Linked DNA regions of Mus musculus: region 2 is linked to region 1. The links are chromatin contacts, called in public Hi-C maps. All regions are on one chromosome and are shown on one strand. Each heading gives the region's core, a stretch centred on a gene start, on an enhancer-like site or on the middle of the called end of the contact. The rest is flanking DNA. Distances are from core to core; before and after follow the strand shown.

Region 1 (2,700 bases), core at 159-2,658:
CCATATTGCTTATTAGCTTATGTAATATTCTTACAGTACATAGTCTAAAAATATTATCAGTTTGAAAGTCATGTTTGAGGATTTCTATTTCAGGGTCATGTCAGGCTCATCATGGTCCTTGGAACGTAGCAAACTATTTAATATGTTGTTTGCGGCATTGTATGTGACTCTCCACAGAATGGCAGGAGGGTAGAGACATGAAGAGAAGGAGTTGGGTTCTGAGGGCGTTGCTTTAGCCTGTGGTGCCGTTCCTTTCTGTCTGGGAATAATGTGCTTGGGAAGAGTGATCTGTCCAAGATCAGTTAACAAGTTTCATAGGCAAGCTCTGGATCCTGAAATTCCTATGCCCAGTAAAGCCCACAGTCCCAGAACTCAATAGATTGGATGGATTAGTTGATATGGACTCTTGTGATGTGAGTTCTGTGTAAGCAGTTGTAAAGAGTTAAAAAACTATTATAAAATATTGTCATTTACAATATATTTATCAATAAATTACTTTCTTAAACTGTGATATTTTGAATGTAGTCTGCCCTGCAGAGGTGGAGACTTTGTCTTCTTAACTCTAACTAATTCAACTTCAATATTGGATTAGTGGTTGGTTATCTGCAAATATTAGTGAGTCTGTACTCATTAATGTCTTGGGAATGTTCTATGGAATATGGTGACCTTTATATAAATTAAACAAATTAAAAGCTAAACTTCTTGCTTACATATTCTGTATTTCTAGGGATATAGTCCTCCTTCCAAATGTTCCTTTGAACCAAGCAGAAACCTGTGTGGATGAGCACTGCAGCTTAGACTGTACGGCAAGCTACAGCCAGCACACCACAGTGTCATCCATTTCTTTTGTTCTGTATATTTGTCAGAAGCGTTCCCCTACGTTATCTTCCTCTTTCCCTGAGAGTGAGTTGTGGAAGCAGAATGTGCCACAAGCACCACCACTTGCTAAGATTCAAGGACCACTCTATGACTCACCCACTTAACACTAGCAGCTGCCCTGAGGCTTCAGTGGAATAATTTTGACTCAATTGCAGACACCTTTCTTGGGTAAGAGAATTAAAAAAAGAAAGAAGGAAAAGGAGAAAAATCCTTCTGTGTAATGGATTCTGAGAGGAAAAGATTATGTTCTAAGACAGACAATGCTTATGTGAATGAGAAAAACATGGGAGGGATTTTTTCCTCTTTGAAATCATCTTTTCTGTAATTCTATATGATTATTTCTTATCAAAGAAGAAATATAGAAGTACAGGACAAGGTAGGATGGTAAGAAAGGCTATGCATATTGATTAAATATGCTCAGGAAGGCAAAATCCCTAGCTAGCCCAACAAGGCTGTTTATCTGATCGACTGGAAGGAGTGGCTGATTTGTACTGAGAGAACAGCAGCAGCTTCCTAGCAACATAGTCACAGCCTAGCACTTTCCAGCTACTCGGGCATCCAAGCAGAACTGCCATTTCAGAGTCCTCTATCCTCCTTCTGCTATGTATACAAGAAAAGGAGGAATGACAAGATGGCATTGATCTCACAGCCATTCTCTTCAAAAGATGCAGTTGACAAGATAGACGGATGGAAGATGTTTAACAGATCAAACATTCTGTAAAGAATTCAAACATGTAAATGATAGAATATATGGCTCAAGATATAGAATGCTATTGTAAACTTTCTGTACATGTGTGTGCCTATTGTTCCAAGTTATCCATGAACACACAGAAAGGCTGTGCTTTTTTTCACAGGACTCATGGTCACATCAATCCATGTTTCACCTGTGACCTGCAGTACTTTGCATTTACAAAGAGCACCTGAGGCACAGAACTGCAATGCCTACTTCACATGCTGTGTAACAACATACAGCTCAGCAAAGTAGGATTAAGCTGCTTGTTACTTCAAAAGTAAACATAAATGTCCATGAATACCACACTGGTAAGGGGGAAAGAAGTCATTTTCAGTTTATCACTTGAATTGGTGGGGCTTCATTAGCCGTCACAACTAAAAATTAAAATGCATTTTCTCAAAAGTTTATTTCCATGATAGAACAAAGACTGAAGCTTCACTTTGTTTATATTTTTCTATCCAGATTCTAATATTCAACATTGGCCTCAGTACAGTTATGTTTCCTCTCAACTTACCTCAATTATGGAAAAAGGATTGAGGTTATAGTATTCCGTCATTTTCTTTTCTCTTGAGTCCAATATTGTCTTCCTTTTAGCAAGGCTTTAATAGGGATAGTTTTATAAAGAAAAATTTTATTTGCAAATAAATTATTATTATGGAGGCTCAGGAGACATCTCAATTGGTAAAGTCCTTGCTACCAAGAACTAAGTTTAGTGTATTATAGTCATGTAAAATCCAGGCATGGAAGTATATGTCTGTAATCCCAATTATGAAAGATGGACTTAAGTGTTTCTGAGAATCTTGTTAGGCCAGCCTGTTGAGCAGAATTGGGAAACTCCAGGTTCAATGGAAGAAGTCTTTGGGAGTTTGAATGAGAATAACTCTCATAGGCGTATATATATTTGACTGCTTGGTTTCCAGTTGGTGGCAATATTTGGGAAGGATTAGGAGGCATGGCCTTGGAGAAGGTATGACCGTGAACCATGATTTAGGTTTCAAAGCCTATACATACCTCAGTATCTGTCTCTCACTCCCTAATGGTTGTGAAGAAGATGTAAGCCATCAATTTTTCTTCAAAGTACATGCCTA
Region 2 (2,700 bases), core at 70-2,569, 120 kb after region 1:
CAGGATTTTTGCCTAATTATGTCCTTTTTTGAAGTAAACTCCCCTTTTAAAATATTCACATATTCTATTTGCCTGTAGGACTATCAGAAAGTCTGATTGTTTGGGCTTAATTTGTTTGTGAAAACATTCTCTTTATCTTAATGAATGACTTGAAGCTCTGACTTTGGAAGTCACATCCCTAATATATTATGAAAGAATCAAAAAGTCAATCAGTTTCCAGTGACATAACAAATAATGCAATTTCCTCTGTTGAGTAGCTGTCATTAACTCTAGTAATGTTAGACACAGATTGTTTTGTAACTGTGCCAATTTTCTATTTTAAAAGTAGAAGGTTTGAACCTACTTCATAGATAAGAATTTTGTCAAAACTTGGAAATGTATCTTGTGAGATCATGTTCATATCTGTGTATTAGTTCAGTTTCTTATTCTTAGCTTTTGATCTCTTTAAGCTTAAAAGTTGAGACTTAACACTTTATAAGAAAACATTACATAGCAAATTTTGAGTTTCAGACTCAGCAATAATTGGAATAATTACTCTAGAATAGAAGTAAGAAGTATGGTGGTGGGGTGCTGAAAATATAGACAGCTTTGTTGTTAAGCAGCTGTGTGATTAACGAGATTTATCTACTGAGATTTTTCTCTTTTTACATTTGTTAAATTAGAAATAATAAAATGGATGGACAAGACTTGAAACCATGACTTAGAAGTTTTACATAAAAGCAACAGACTTCAAAATTTGTTGTTCCCTTGGCGAGCAATTTCCCATAATTCTTTCCATTGGTGTAGTTGAGGAAACAGCGCAAGGTGCAAGCATTCAAAAAATTTTCCCAATTTACTAATGTATCACTTTGAAAAAGTCAACCTAATTGTTCTGGTAAAGCTCTCTAAGATAAAGGCCATTTCATCTCATATTGGGAAATTTTCTTTAAAAACTAGACGGATTCTTTCTCCCTCATCTTTAGTTACCAGAATCTTTCTTAGGAAATTTTATAAATCCTTTCACAGTCCCTTGGGAGGATTCGGAGGTGAAGGGGGGCGGGGGGAAGAAAAAGAAACTACAAATCCCAAGAGGCAGAGCTGCAGACATAACCCCTTCCGCTCTTTTCCCCCTAAATTGAGCTCGCGAAAACTCAGGTTGAGGCATCCTGCTATATGCCTGAAGGAAGTGTCCGCAGTTCGCCGGGCCTTTTAGCATGGCATCATCTGGTGCCTTTAAGTCGGTGTCTAGGCGTCTACGCGCGATGCGACGCAGGGCGGGTAGGCGTGGCGGACATCACCTGTTCGGGGCGGCGCACGCGCAGTACCGGCGCGGCGAGGGGGCGGGGCGCGGGGCGGGGCCGTCGGCGCGGGGCTGGCCGAGCTCCGCTGCTTCTGGGCTGCTCCGGCGCTGAGGAGGCAACCGGGAGACAGGGCGTGAGAAGCTTCCCTGGCGCTGTCCAACATGGAGGAGCTGCCCGGCGCCGGCACAGCCTGCGGACTGGTCTGAGCTCGCCCCACTTCCCCAGGCAGCCGGGAGGGCGCGGAGCCCCCAGGGCTGGGCAGCCTGCACGCCCCGGGGCGGACCCCGGCTGGCGGGGCTCGGACGGCCGCGGGCTTCTGCACCGGGACGTGTCCCGCCGAGCCATGGGCAACGAGGCGAGCTTGGAAGGGGAAGGGCTCCCCGAAGGGTTGGCGGCGGCCGCAGGCGGGGCTGGCGGCTCCGGGAGCGCCCTGCACCCGGGGATCCCAGCCGGCATGGAGGCGGACCTGAGCCAGCTGAGCGAGGAGGAGAGGAGACAGATCGCTGCTGTCATGTCAAGGGCGCAGGGGCTGCCCAAGGGAAGCGTCCCCGCGGCCGCTGCGGAGTCGCCCTCCATGCACAGGCACGCACAGCATGATGGAGAGGTCCAAGCATATATATACCGCTTCCCGTGCACGTACGTGTATGTGCCCGCACGGTGGTACATATATGTCGCCTCCCTTCATTTTATTCTCCCTAATGGGGTGGCGATAAGGCGATCATAAGCTTTTGGATGGGCGGAATAAAAACGATGCAGTGTAGAGTTTCTGGTGGGATAGTCATGGGTTGCATTCTTGGAATTGTGATTTTAGGTTGTGATTCCCCTCCCCTTGGCCTTTTGCAACCTTTTCCACTAGGTTGGTGTGGAGAGACGCCCTACGGTGTTTTTACTAATCTGGAAATCTTCCATTAATACAACACAGATGTTTAAAAAATGGATAGAGCTGGGTTGCTTGTTTACCTGTACGCTTAAACCTCTGTAGTGTTCTGAGGTCTTTTTTCTCTGAGAATGATGTGTAAATATTCTTATAACAATACCCTTAGCCCACTGGAGGGGACTGGTCCTTCCTGCCCAACCTGTCCCTAGAGAACATGAGCTGCCTAGGTGAAAAGCATAGACTAAATATACCTTTTATATTCAGTGAAGGCCCTAAGATATTTTGTAACATTAAACAGATGGTTCGGTCACAGCAGAGCAGGTGCTGTACATGTATTTCTGAATTAGCATATGCTAGTTTAAAAACCATTGCTCTTTTATAATGCAAAAAATGACTTTCCGTTTATAGAACATGCGAATTTGTATTACCTTAAGCTTAGGTTTCAGTACTCAGTTAAAAACAAAATAAATAAAGGACAATTATAAAACTAATCTTTAGTATTAACATATTAATTTGCTCTCTAGCTTTTTATTTTCCCTTTTC

The links. Hi-C and Micro-C count contacts between places; a contact is called where the count stands out from the background.
Region 2: a Hi-C map of cortical neurons shows a contact between it and region 1, with 2.9 times the contacts expected there. The contact joins the promoter of Pclo here to the enhancer-like site in region 1. A contact is called at or near these places in 2 of 39 promoter capture datasets (hippocampal neurons and stem cell-derived epiblast-like cells), 7 of 484 Hi-C or Micro-C datasets (the AtT-20 cell line, cerebellar granule neurons, cerebral cortex and 2 more) and 2 of 115 datasets of contacts at active chromatin or transcription factors (astrocytes and neural progenitor cells).

What each region holds. Positions count from the first base shown.
Region 1 is chr5:14,391,038-14,393,737 of GRCm38.p6, forward strand. No RefSeq gene overlaps it. Among named protein-coding and RNA genes, the nearest start is that of Pclo, 120 kb to the right of the region's middle. Within about 2 kb of position 1,409, at least 4 of the 459 cell types and tissues checked have an H3K27ac peak or open chromatin away from gene starts, as enhancers often do. A contact at or near this core is called in cortical neurons, where this site is marked.
Region 2 is chr5:14,513,599-14,516,298 of GRCm38.p6, forward strand. It overlaps Pclo (piccolo (presynaptic cytomatrix protein)), which reads left to right and starts at 1,320. Exons shown (of 25, transcript NM_011995.4): 1 at 1,320-1,862. The coding sequence starts at 1,624.